Regions from separate parts of the Triticum aestivum genome. Here region 2 is linked to region 1. Evidence: chromatin contacts called from public Hi-C data. All regions are on one chromosome and are shown on one strand. Each heading gives the region's core, a stretch centred on a gene start, on an enhancer-like site or on the middle of the called end of the contact. The rest is flanking DNA. Distances are from core to core; before and after follow the strand shown.

Region 1 (7,405 bases), core at 2,414-4,913:
CTTCCCCCACTATAAAAGGGGGTCTTCTTCCCCAAGAAGACCTACCTCTTTTCCCCCAAGCTCCATTGTTGCTCCAAAGCTCACTTTCGCCCAATCTCTCTACCCAGCCAATCAAACTTGTTGATTTTCTAGGGATTGGTTGAGAAGGCCCAGCTCTACACTTCCACCAAGAGAAATTTTATTCCCACCACTAATCCCATGCGGATCTTGTTACTCTTGGGTGTTTGAGCACCCTACACTATTATAGGATGTTGCTAACGCGACACTATGATCAGAGACCCTTCGCCCAAACTGTGTGCGATGCATTAATCACAAACGATGGTGTAAAAACCCGTCAAAAAGGTGTAAAACGTCTGCGATGAGAGATGCATCAAACACGGTTCACATTTTAGTTGTGTGTGTGATGCAGGGCATACGGTTCAATTCAATTAACTGTTTGCGATAAGGAGGAACAAAATAAACAGGCAGCCAGATGAAGGTGTGTGCGATATACATCATACGGTTCACTCGGATGAATTGTTTGTAATTAGGCAACACAAAAGAAACGGTCAGCCAAATCAAGGTGTGTGCAATATACGGCATACGATTCACTTGGATGAACTATTTGCTTTGAGCCAAGAGAACATAAACGGTTCAATTTAACAGGATGCGTGTGATACGCGGCAAACAGGTCTGTAATCAGAAATGCGTGCGAAGACCGATAATAATACAGACGATTGCTGCTAATAAGCCGTGTGTGTTCTGGGCAAACGCTTGGTGGTATACAATTATGAGCGATTGATGAAATCATCATCGAGGGGTTCCCCGGTATGGTCCATGTGCGATGTCGTTGCACACAGAACAACAACATATGTACTTATAACTTATAAGTGAAGGTGGTTCTCTCAAGCAACCCTGCAATCAAATGCAAGTACTCTCTTGTGTCTCAACACACCCAATACAACTGTGAGTTGTACAGATGCACTAGTTCGGCGAAGAGGTGATGATAGATGTGTAATATGGATAGTAGAAATAGGTTTTTGAAATCTGAAGAATAAAAACAAAAAGGTAACAAGTAACAAAAGTGAGTAAAAACAGTGTATCAATGCTTAGAAATAAGGCCCATGGTTCATACTTTTGCTAGTGCAATCTCTCAACATCATTAACATAATTGAATCACATGACAATCCCGCAAAAGTGAGGAAAAGAATCACTCCAAAGTTTCTATTTCTATCAGGGAAAGTAGGATGAAATCGCATAGGTAGCAAACCACCTCAAAGTTGCCATTCTAATCAATCTATTGAACCACCCCCAAATTATCACGAATAGTCCTAGAGATCATACTATGACAACACCAAATGATACACATCAATTAACCTTTATGCCACCTAGAACACCCCAATGTCACCGCGGGTATCCGCAAGTTAAGACATGCATCAAGTGATCTCAAATCCAAAGTATTAAATCCCACATAAGAAACTTCAAAGAGCAAGACTCAATTCACCACAAAAATAAAGGAGGTGGACATCATGTGATCCAACTTTATTAACAAAGCTCATGATACATCAAGATTGTGTCAAATCAAGAACACGAGAGAGAGAGAGAGATCAAACACATAGATATTGGTATAAACCCTCAGCCCAAGGATGAACTACCCACGCATCACCATGGAGGCAACAAGGCTGATGAAGATGGCTTCCCTAATGTTTCCCCCTCTGGCAGGGTGCCGGAGAAGGCCTCTAGGTGATATCACTTCAGAACAAAGGCTTGCGGTGGTGGAGGAAAAGTTCTAGGTCTGGGGGTTTCTCTATTTATAGGATTTGTTAGTGTTGGAATCACACCAAACAAGCCACGGGCGCGACCACATCCCTGGGGCACGCCCTAGTGGCTTGTGGACCCCTTGGGCCTCTTTTGGTTGCCTCCTGAAGCTTCTAGATCCAGAAAAAATCGTCGTAAATTTTCGTCGCGTTTGGACCTTCCTAGGTATGGATTTTGCGGAACAAAAAGTAGGAACTGACACTGGGAACTGTATTAATATGTTAGTCCATACAAATAACATAAAAGTGCATCAAAACCATATAGAATTGATATAAATATAGCACGAATACCATTAAAGACGTATCACATAGTAGTGGGTTCAATCTTACGGTGTCCTATATCCCAGTGACAAAAATGGACAAAATATATTTGCATTGTTGTCATTAAGGATAAATCGACGTGGTTTAATCTTATTGCTAGATTTTCTTTCTGTCTACATCATGTCATCTTTCTTATTACGTTACTCTAATTTTTATTCAACTTAATACTTTCATATGCATGCTGGATAGCGGTTTCGGGCTGAAGTAATAATGCAGTTGGATTATGGTCTACTTATCATGGATGTGATCCCTATACAGGATTATGCCATGAATGATAATAGCTGTGAATGCTGCTTTTCTGTCGATTGCCCAATAATAATTTATTTACTATGCCATTACCTGCTTTCGAGAGAGATGCCACTAGTAAACCTATGGACCGGGTCTATTGTCATTAATCCTTGCGTTTACATAATTGCTCTTTTATTTACTCTCCATTATTTTACCGTTCCACTATATTATTATCATCCACTATTCGCATTTAACCTTGCGACTAGTAAGACGAGGGATTGACAACCCCCTTGCCAAGTTGGGTGCAAGCATTTATTTTATTTGTGTTTGGGTGTCGTTTATCTTGTTAGCTTGTGGACTCCTGCTGTTTTGATTAAACCTCGATTTTTCACGAAATTACTTTCTGCTATTGTGCTACATCACCCTTTCTATTCGGGGAAATCCAACAACTCCTACAGGAGTAGCAGCCACGCTGCACCGACGATGCCGCCGCCACGACAGACATGAGATATTGCCGACGCGAGAGGGCCAGCGCCGCCAGGGGTACGATGGTGTTGTGTACTTGCGTCATTGGACTGTGACGGCTGCAGTGTGAGAGCTCCATATATAAACCGCGGCATGGATGACTGGCTGGTGGGCATGATGTGCGTGTTGAAAAGGAGAGAGGAGGAGGAGAAAGAAGAATACCAAGACAACATGTCCGCATGGCACTTTTTTTGCCAACTCAATCTGACAGGTGGACCCGAGTAATTAGTGACATTATCAAAGCACTTAGCATTTACCGTTAGTTTTTTTGTCACTGTTAATTCTTTGGTGCGGTGGTTTTTACCATGATTTATAAAGTGACTGTTTTTCGCTAATGATGCTGCTATTGTGGTGGTTCGATGCATTTTACTCAACCTTGTCTTCTCATTCCTGACAACTACATAAATAATCATATGCTTAACTAGAGACATTCTGAACTCATGGGTATATGAATCCATTTTTTAAGAATGCATTTAAAACACATTTTAGTGTCAAAAAATTCAAAACAAAATTTCATGCATACATCTTATAACATGTGTGCGCCCCACAAAGTTTTGCGAAAGAACATATTTTATTTTTGCCTCCTTGAAAAAGATAAATTTTAGTGCTACTAAATAACTTTCCACGACACATTTTTTGTCTTTTTACACAGGCCAAAAAAGTTGTTTTTTGCTAAACTTTTTGCCCGCACATATAGTGTCAAGATGTGTGCATGAAACACTTTTCACAATTTGTTGTCATTTAGAAATAAGCTTTCCGAGCCATGGGTTCATCCATGTACTTGCCCAAAAACTAATCATACGCTCGGTGTCGCCAAACTTCCTCTTCCCCTCTCTCTCTCTCTCAAAAAAAAAAAAAAATGAAAAATCTTCTTTCCGGCCGCGAGGAGCCGAGGACGGCGGCCTCCATGCGCCGTCTTTTCGTCGCGGCATGGTCGCACCTCCTTATCTCCTTCCTCCTCGTCGCGCCACAGTCAAAGGCGGCGTCAAGCTTCGGCGCCACCGCTGGCCGCCCAGAGTGGCAGGTCTTGACCAGGGCTAACTTCTCCTCCCAGATCCGGCTCCACCCCCACATCCTCCTCGTCGTCACCATGCCATGTGAGCCCTCCGACCTATCCTGTCTAGCTGAAAGCTCTGGTTTCTGACTGCATGAGTAGTTGCCAAGGTCAAGTTGTTGAATCAAACAGTCGAGAATTTTCTGTCCATGTTGCATTCGAAATCTAGTAGTTCTGAAGTACATGGAAGGATAAGTAAGCAATCACTAAAATCCATTGCGCCAAGGAAGTATTTGATGCAGCCGACATGACAAGGCAAACCGTGCGATTTCTTACTCCAAAACTCTGCACGATGACACGATCCTGGACAATTTTAGGCAGTCTGTCTTTTCATTTTTTATTTGACCAAATTGACTTGGAGCCGCTTCTTAAACTACGATGAATTTTCCACAGTTTCACGTTTTCGACATTATTATTTCCAAATACGTACAAGGTTTGTTCCATAGTCATTACCATCTGGGTAAGCCCCACATGCTCCAGAAAATGAGAATGTGTGCATGAGATTGAGTCCCAACTCACTGTAACCGTTATTTCTTATGATCATTTATAGGGTATGGTGAGTCAAGATCACTGATGGCCGAAATACAGCAGCTGGTCGCAACCGAGGAGATGGAGCTAGGTCGCCTTAAGTTGATGGTTGTGTACAGAAATTCTGAGAAGTTGCTGTCGGATGCTATTGGTGCAACTGAAGGAACAAAGTTCATATACTACCAACAATCCATACAGTTCAAATATCAAGGAAAGCTTCGTGCACGTGATATATTGTATTCAGTACGACATATCATGTCACTTAAGCACGAGGAGGCCCCTTTTGTGGCTTTGCATACAAAAGATGATGTGGAGGAGTTTATTCAATCAACTGACAGAGCTGTACTTCTGTCCGAGTTCTGTGGTTGGTTTACTCGATTGGCTAGTGACAGAAGCAACAGAAGCAGTGGGGTCACTCCATCAAAAACTCACGCAGAGAATGGTTAGTCAACTCTGTGTCATCTGTCCTCGATTCATCCAACATTTTGTATTGTTTTCTGCTTTGTGACGAGGCACTTGTTAAAATTGAGGTTGGTTACTACGATTCATGAATAGCTCTTTGTCTCTCTCCCTTTCTCTCAAAAGTGAGCATGCATTTTTTTAGAACTTTACGGGAAGAAACACCTTAAATTTAGGTTTCCATCTTGACCAACGTTAATGATTAATAAATGATTCAAGATCTCACAAGAACACATGGTGTAAGTTGGTAAAATATCCATAATCGGAAACTCAGGATGACATAGTTTTAGGTGGTCTGCCTTATTCTTTCAAACTGATCTACCTTAATCCTTCTATTTCATGTTCCATGATCACCATAAAACTTCTGAATGGATGATAAATCATGTCAACTCGATTCTGACATTTGGATGCTATACTCATTGATATCATACAGTTGACGTTTCTGGGAAGACAGTGACCAGACAATCAGATGGGCGTCTAGAGCTTGTAAGTTTAGCAAAGAAAGTCGCATTTATCTCTGGTTAATATTCCTGATTTTTTTTTGAGAGGACTCATGTCTGTCTGAACCATGACGGTTGAGCATATATGAGGACAGATCCCTGAAAATGTACTTATTTGAGATGACAAACAGGTTATAGAAGATGATGAACTGACCTTTGGAGGTGGGAGTCAGCTTACTGGTTCTCCTTGGAAAGGTGGATTTACCACAGCAAATCAAAGTGTCTCAGATCACATTAGAATATCAACTGATGAAAATAGTAAGTTGTGCACAGTGCAAAAGTTCCAACAGTTTGAAAGCTTCTATGCAAAGCTTACTGCCCTGTCAAGAGAACACTTTCTTCCTCCGGAGAAAGTTAGATTTGGCCTTGTTACTGAAAAATTACCATTATCTTCATTGGATATTGCCAATGCAAGCAATTCAGAGACGTGGTTCCTCAGTGTTCATTATCTGGGATGCACATCCTGTTCAGTTATAGCAAAAGAGGAGGATGACCTAAGAAGCCTGCTGCAATCCTATCATAATCTTGACGTTAAAGAGGTCAGTGAAAGTCCGTTTCATGTACGTTATAAATTTACCAAAAGAACATGACATGTGCTAAATATTACTCTGAGACGAAGATAGCTATTCTCTCCATGTATTCTCGGTGTGATTGTCAATTAGTAGGTAATAAAGGAGGAGAATGCATGTCAGAATGGTGTGTTTATTGTATTCTTGTTACTTTGCCCATATCTCCTTTGTTTATCTATTCTTACCAATCAAATCCTTTGAACCAGGTTCTATTTTATTGCAAATATATCTCACAAAAAATGTTCTTAAGCTAAAGATAAAGAGAACAATCCAGTTTATTCATAATTAATATAGTAAGAGTATGTAATTTGTTGATCTCTATAACAGAATATCTTGTTTTATCTGGTAAAAAGGCATTGTCTTTTATGAATTTCTGCTACATTATTTTTTCTCATGGCCTATCCAAAATATCCAATGCTTCTAATTTTACATGCATCATGCCATGACGTTTGGAGTTGCATGTTATATTTGTAGATTGATACTGATGCGAGTGGCGGCGAGGTTACGTTTCCTGCAAATAGGCCCTCAGCTATTCTATTTATCAATAGATTATCTGATTCCTTAAAAATTAGAGATGAAAGCAAGTTATCTCTCAAGTTACTACGAGAGTATGCTCAGAAAAATTATCCACCTTATGTCATTTCTGGTGATCTAAATAGTGGTAACTCCAGAATGCGCACAAAAGCGGATCCTTCTGCACTGAGCACAAGTAAGTCAGATGGCCACTCTGGGACAGCTAGGTTGCATGATTTGGCCTCGAAGTATATGGATTTAGGTGAGAAAATGTCAGTAATGGTTGTTAGAGATGGAGAAAGTATTTCATACAGAAGTGCTAGCGAAGGTAGTACTAATAGTCCTTTATATGAAATTTTAACAAAACTGATTCACAAAACAAGATCAGCACATAGGTCAAAGAAAACAAGGATAAGTTTTGTAACAAAAAATGATGATCTAAAGTTGCTGTCTGACGATCCTGAGGTCCAAGTGGTGGATTCCGTGTCAATTCAAGAAAGTCAAAGAATGGATGATTTATTTGCCAGCTCAGAGAGTGTCAATGATGGTATCGCTGAAGTTTCTGTGCATGAAAACAACAAGGCAACAAAAGTTGAATATATTGATGATGGACAAACACCGACTATACTTGAGAAAACTCCTGCACACTACTGTGGTATCAATGATAATGATCTTCATTGTAGTGATACAGAAATGGAGGAACAACAAGCCGTCGAGGCCTCTGATGTAAGCCCTGATCTTCGGGAAGAGGCCTCCATTGATGTGCATAGCAGCAATGAAGTTCATGGCAAGTTACAAAAGCACAGAGATGAGAAAATTGTTACAGAAGTTCTGGACTTTTTGGAACCTGATGGCAGAAAAGCGAACTCTAACAAAGAGAAATCAGGATTGCCAAATCAGCAAGATGTATTT
Region 2 (7,357 bases), core at 2,052-4,551, 340 kb before region 1:
GAATCAACTAGAAAAGCCACAATGGGGGTACTAACTAAGATGGGTAACATGATTACCCTCTTTTAATCCCTCTGTTCAAGAATGCATGGTGTTTTGCTCATGGTCTAAGCAACGGTCTGATATGTGGCATGTGTTTATAGCCAGTGGGCATGTGATGTCATACCATACCATACCTCTTCAGCTTAACTTGGGCTTAATCCAGACATAACTAAAATGGTACTCCGTATGTGATACTGCATGCTACATATTTCATAGTTGCTAATTTGTAGGCATAGAGTCTAACAACACAAAAATTAACAGACTGTTGAGCCTTTGTGTTACTAACCAGTCCTGCACCAGCGTGGTCTCTAATATAAGCTGCATCCACATAGCGGTCCTCTTCTATGGCCCTCTGTAAGAGTTAAAACATTAGATAAACGGTGCTCAATTATCAAATTAATAATATCATACTATCAATCTACACATGGTATCATGAATCAAATCAGTTACTCTACTTGAAAGCATTCAGATTGGTTCCTCTTATCTACAGCATAGTTATGGAAACTGGACAGGTAGATGGCTCGGTCAGGCTCCCAGTTCATGGTCCCTGGTTGGATTACCGGAGCAGAACTAGTACATGATGAATTGAAGTTATGCACAAAACCCAGAAGGCAAGTGTGCAATTGCTCCATTGTTCAGGACGTGGGCTCAAACCACCATCACTTCATATTTCATTTCCTTATCCAACAATTTAATCCTCCAAGCAGATGCAACAGTTGCCAATTTCTAGACAGCTGTGTGAAAGAATTCCAGCTCAGCCTTGTTGCCGCTGGTTCATAACAGCCCAATAGCACAAAACATAAAATTGAACAGCCTGTCACATCCAGTTGCAACACTGATATGAAACAGTGACTGGTGAAAGTTAGTCACTCTGTTACCAGTGGCATTTCAACACCTGACATGTCTGATATTGCTGATTGAGATGGGGAAAGTAAATAAAATAGGTGAGAGAAATTTTCGGTGAGAGTATGCCTTGATGGCCCCCATAATTGGGTTATCTCAGTTATTAGATAAGTTATTAGCTACTGTTTCCACCCAAAGCAGTAAGCATGCCAGACATTCATCCCCCTGTAGCATAGGACTATTTCACTAGCTATTGACAGGCACATAACTAGGATATTTTAAAGTAATAATAGAGGAAACATGATGTCGCAAGCGAACTAAAATGATCAAAGGTGCCATTCATCATTAACTATACACAGACAAAAGAGCAGATATTTGCGGTTTCTTACATGTAACTCAGATATTGCTCTGCCGACAGTATCATTTCTTGATGTAGCAGCAATAGCTAACTTCAGTTTGTGGGCACTCCTATAGTCTTCTCTACACACAGCAGTGCGGAGTTGTAGCTGAAACACAATACATGGCCATCAGGAATTTACAATCTGATAGAAGCAATCGATTAAGAGGAAAAATATCTTGACAAAAAACAAAATATGCACATGGTATATCAGCAATGCGCAAAGAATTAAGTTATGCCTAATATTGCACATACATTTTTTTAATTAGTCATATACAGATACGACACAACCAGCACTCAATGGTTCCAAACAATTCCAGATACAAAAAAAACTGGCACACCTAATGAAAAACAATTTTAAAAACATCAAACATCATATAAAATACAAATAAGCTCCTGGCTCTTCTTTATGCTGCCATGAAGTAAGACCTTTTTGCCATTAATATATGGCAGCCAATCATGAAGCTTGGTAGTGTGATTTCAGAAAGGTAGTCCAAATTGTAACTCATATATGATCATTGTTTCTACCATAACTTGTAGTCCCAGCTCTACAATAAAAGCATAGGTGTTCTATCAGCCTAAACAACAGTATGATGCACGCTTTGTAAATCTATTAGATCACTGAGCCTATCAACGGTATGATTGTGAATCTATTAAACCATTGGGCCTATTAACGGTATGATGCATGCTTTGTGAATCTATTAGACCATTGAGCCTATTAACAAAAGCGTATAAGCATTGCAAACCATCAATACAAGTGTTGACACGGTATCTCCCACATGCTGTTGGCATGGTAACAGATGGCATAGGCCATAAACGGAACATGTTATGGTGCTAAGCCCAAGATATAGCCTACCATCAATGGATTGACCTAACACAACATTAGTAGTTTCAACACACGAAAGAACTTTGGCGACTAAGTCACATTGATACTTGAGAGAAAAAATGTGTCGCTCCAAAGAAGCCAGTTTAAGTTTGAGTCTGGCTTCAGTAGTGCTTCAGCTCCCTAAGGAGTAAGTTTCTTCAGAACAGTTAATCGCCATCGATTGAGCTTATCCGCACTAGGTAAATTTCTTCAGAACCTAACTCCTTCATGCTACTAGTTCCTGGGATAAGGCAAGTATAGATGGTCTGGCAGAAGAAAGGGGAAATATGGAATTTGGGCATGGTCCATGGAGACATTTGTACTGCTAAACGTTCCATGTTTGTAATCACATGTAATGAAAAATCAATAACGGTGCGTTTTGTGCAAGCCTCATCCATATTCACAAGTAGTCACTGATCAGTGAGAAAAATCAACCTGCAGTTCATCAACAAGGCGCTCGCTCTCCTGAATGAGGGCGAAGTGCTGCTTCCACCTCTCCCAGCTCCACTTCCCTGCTTCCTGCACCACGTCCACCTCCTCACCGTCTTCCTCCACTCCCTGCCCTCTCTCCTCCAGTTCGTGAGAACTCTCCGCTCCCTTCGCGAGGCCCGCCTCCTTCGAGGGGTGTGCGGAGGGCCAGTAATTCCTGACGTACTCGCTCCACCGCCGCACGGCGCCCTGGAGGGCATCGTGGAAGAGAGCGTCCCAGCCTCGGCGTGGCTCGCCGCCGGGGTCCGCACCGGGGCTGCGCGCGCCGCACCGGAACACCGAGGCGACGTCGGAGGCGCGGCGAGTCGGCGCGGCGCCCGCCAGGCGGCGGACGCGGAGGAGGCGCTGGCCGCGGTGCGCGGCGAGGAATCGGCTAGGGTTGGGGTCCAGCTGCCGCGAGGACGAGGACGAGGAGGGGAAGGAGGCGGCCGTGGCGGGCAGCGGCGCGCGGGGCGCGGTGTAGACGGACGCCATGGAGGCGAAGTCAGCACGGCCGCGGAGATGGAAGCCGCCGCGCGACGCACCGGATGAATCGTGCTCGTGCGCTCGTGGCGCGTGGTCGGCTTTGTGTTGTCCCCCTTTCCTGTGGATTGGGTCGAGGGCGGGCGTAACTGATAAGACTTTCGCGGGGAGCAGACGAACCTCGTGGGGGGCGAACATGACGGGTGGGGGCCCCGGGCGAGCGAAACCTGTTTGCGGGCCCGGGCTCCGAGTTTTTGCGGCTAGATGTTGTGTCCTCGGAAAATGCTGTGCCGCTCACAGTGTCGGTACAAAGGACGATGGTTGGTGGGGTCCGGCCACGTTCTTCAAGAGTGAGGCTTCTCGAATGCACCTCGTGTCGTCCGCGCCGGCCGAATGAGCCGAGGGGTCCCGTCCGCAGCAAATTTGACAATTTTAACTTGTGAATGTAAGGGCATGTACAATGGTTAATAAAGCAGTTTTATTTTAAGTCTTGCATATAATTTAGAGATGATAAAAGAATATGTCTACAATAAATTATATCTTAGCCTTATCTTCAGTAACTAACAATTTCTTAAAACATGATAAGATAAATTGTGCTAAGAGATCATCTCTTGTCTTATCTTAAATAAAAGAAGACAAGCCTTTTCTTATGAGTTCTTTCTTCTCCACCTCATCATTTATCCTACGTGGCACTCCTAAGATAGCACCATTGTACATGCACTAATCAATTTATAAAATGAACTGTCCTTAAAATTATTTCACTCAGCTGATCGTGAAAGCCCCTGGGCCCGCACCCAGCAGTGCAGCGCCTCAGAGCTAGGCGCCGCACGTGTAAAGTGCAGCGCCTAGCACTGTCTGTTACTAGTTGGCTGGCCGGTCCCCCTCCCCCACTCTCTCCACGCACGCCCCAACCCCCAAAGCATTCCCACCCGAGATTTGCCCCTCTCTCCCCTTCTCAAAATCTTCTCCAAATCTTCCAAATTTGAAGAGTTTGTCCATGGATTTCGAAGTCAAACCCTCCCTCAAGGTAATCTTCTCTGATCCCCTTGTTTTGATCCAAGTAATGTTAACAAATTGCCCATTTGTTGCTAGTTTGGGGAAACCCTAGTTTTGTATGGATCTAGATATTTGCATGGAGATGTGAGATATTGTTTGCCAATTTCCTATGATTAGGCTTGTTAGAATGTTAGGGTTATCCTTATGGTGTTCTTATTGTTTGAATAGGATGGACCCTAGTGATATCATTGAGTTGGAGGAAAGGCATAATGTTGGTTTTGAAATGCACATCTGTTGAAAGACAATGCGTGTCAACTCGGAGCAACGTTGGGTTGCATACAAGGAGACGACGGCTGAATCACTAGACAAGGCTCTTGAGTTATTTGCAACGAAGAAGGTTGATTCAAGTTTGCATTTGGACTTGAACCGGAACCACTCCCCTTTGGTTGCTAGTAGCCCCCCGCCCTTGAACCGAGATGAAATTATTGAACCTCTTTTGACCCAAGAAGTGAGGCCAGCATTGAGCCCGTTTCCAAACAACCAAAAATGAAGCTTTGCAAGAGGAGAATGATGAGTACGCGGACGATGACAATGAAGTTGATCTCCATGACAACAATGTGGGTGATCTCGACAAATATCATTTGCAAGAGAGAATGGACCATTCCGTCCCTTATTCTTGTGGCTATGCATCGGATTCGGATGACGAAGGTCCCGATGAATAAGTTGATGAGGAGAGGTTCACGGTGAAGTAGGCCGAAACTTTCGAGAAGGTATTTGGGGCGGGATCATCGGACTACATTGTTCAAGGATGTTAGTCTTGCGGATGAAGCCGTGGTAGATGGTGGCCAAGGTATATCTCTTGGGTTTAGGCCAAGATCTCACCGTGATTTGGAAGACGACAAGAACGGGATTGCTAAAGGGTCTAAGTTTGAAACCTTGTTGGAATTGAAGATGTGTCTTGACAACTACTCGGTTACGCATTATCGTCCACACAAGGTGGTGAACTCGGACATCAATGTGCGCTACACGGATGCATGTGCATGTGAAGATGAAGAATTTTCGTGGATTGTGCGTGCAAGACCATGGAAAGGAGGTCCCACTTGGCACGTAGTGAGTTGTGTGCCAACTCACATGTGCCGAGGCAAAAGGGTGGATGGCAAGGTTGTGTCCCAAGACCACAGACAACTCACGTCCGAGCTCATCGCTTACGGGCTCTCCAACTCAATATCCACACTTCCAACAAATGAGCATCCAACATGTCATTGACCTTGTGAAAGCCATCTTTCATTACAAGGTGAAATACGGCAAGGCATGGAAGGCGAAGCAAGCCGCATTTAAGATGTTGTATGGTAGTTGGGAGGAAGCATACAACCGAATCCCTAGGTTGTTGTTAGCCATGGCCGCCACAAACCCGGGCATTGTTCATGTGGTCGAGCCTCATGGGGAAAAACAACGGTTCATGACGGAAGGAAAGTCTGAGTATTTGGCCGTGCATTTTGGGCATTCGAGCAATGTGTGAGGGCTTTCGAACACTGTAGGCCGGTCATCGCCATTGATGGCACGTTCTTGGCCGGACAATACAACGGCACCTTGTTGGTTGCGATAGCAAGTGATGCCAATAATCGGGTGTTGCCATTGGCATTTGCTTTGGTTGAGATGGAGAACAATGACAACTGGGAGTGGTTTTTGCGTCTTTTGAGGACGAAGGTGTTACCCGCTCAGAGGGAAATTTGTGTCATATCGGATCAGCATCCAGGAATTCTTAACGCGGTGGAGATTGACATTCTCGGGCATGCTCTGTTGCACCATCGATGGTGCATGAGGCACTTTTGTTCAAACTTCTATAGGGCATGTGGCCTTAAGGAGTTGGCCGATGATCTTCAAGATTGTTGTCTCGCTTTCTCCGACAAGCGGTTCGCCACTTTGTTCGACAAATTACTCGCACACAAAAAACTTGATCCCGGGGGTCAAGACTTTCTCAATAGGCACATTAAATACCGGAACAAGTGGGCACGTGCTTTTGATGAAGATGGCCGAAGGTACGGTCAAATGACAAGCAATATGGTCGAATGCTTCAATAGGGTGCTCAAAGGTGCATGTGGATTACCCGTGACGGCAATAGTTCAATACACATTTGACAAGATGAATGCGTACTTTCTAAAATACTCGATGAAAACGGATGCACAGATAGCGGGTGAGAATAAGCGCAAGTACAAGTACAAGTTCCCACCTGATGCGGCTTGAAGCTACGTCGGTATTTCCCCAAAGAGGAAGGGATGATGCAGCACAACGATGGTAGGTATTTCCCTCACTGATGAGACCAAGGTTATCAAACCAGTAGGAGAACCAAGAAACAACATGTAAGCAGCGCCTGCACACAAATAACAACTACTCGCAACCCGACGTATTAAAGGGGTTGTCAATCCCTTTCGGGTAACGGTGCCAGAAATTGGCAAAACAGACGTGAATAAATTGTAGTAGATTGATAGATCGAACGCCCCACACTTGTGCTTCAAAGTAGCACCATGATCTTCATGATAGAGAGTCTCCTATGTTGTCACTTTTATATACTAGTGGGAATCTTTCATTATAGAACTTGGCTTGTATATTCCAATGATGGGCTTCCTCAAAATGCCCTAGGTCTTCGTGAGCAAGCAAGTTGTATGCACACCCACTTAGTTCTTTTTGAGCTTTCACACACTTATAACTCTAGTGCATCCGTTGCATGGCAATCCCTACTCACTCACATTGATATCTATTGATGGGCATCTCCATAGCCCGTTGATACGCCTAGTCGATGTGAGACTATCTTCTCCATTTTTGTCTTCTCCACAACCACCATTCTATTCCACCTATAGTGCTATGTGTTGGAAATATGCCCTAGAGGCAATAATAAATTGATTATTATTATATTTCCTTGTTCATGATAATCGTTTATTATCCATGCTAGAATTGTATTGATAGGAAACTCAGATACATGTGTGGATACATAGACAACACCATGTCCCTAGTAAGCCTCTAGTTGACTAGCTCGTTAATCAATAGATGGTTACGGTTTCCTGACCATGGACATTGGATGTCGTTGATAACGGGATCACATCATTAGGAGAATGATGTGATGGACAAGACCCAATCCTAAGCCTAGCACAAGATCATGTAGTTCGTATGCTAAAGCTTTTCTAATGTCAAGTATCATTTCCTTAGACCATGAGATTGTGCAACTCTCGGATACCGTAGGAGTGCTTTGGGTGTGCCAAACGTCACAA

Evidence for each region. A called contact is a pair of places that touch in the nucleus more often than the background predicts.
Region 2: a Hi-C map of leaf shows a contact between it and region 1, with 4 times the contacts expected there. The contact joins the promoter of LOC123046406 here to the promoter of LOC123046399 in region 1. A contact is called at or near these places in 2 of 5 Hi-C or Micro-C datasets (both in leaf).

What each region holds. Positions count from the first base shown.
Region 1 is chr1A:290,311,067-290,318,471 of IWGSC CS RefSeq v2.1, reverse strand. LOC123046399 reads left to right here and starts at 3,663. Exons shown (of 8, transcript XM_044469764.1): 1 at 3,663-3,967; 2 at 4,475-4,894; 3 at 5,345-5,397; 4 at 5,543-5,950; 5 at 6,455-7,405. The coding sequence starts at 3,730.
Region 2 is chr1A:290,651,627-290,658,983 of IWGSC CS RefSeq v2.1, reverse strand. It overlaps LOC123046406 (protein EXECUTER 1, chloroplastic), which reads right to left and starts at 3,301. Exons shown (of 13, transcript XR_006422305.1): 1 at 2,580-3,301; 2 at 1,272-1,388; 3 at 326-391.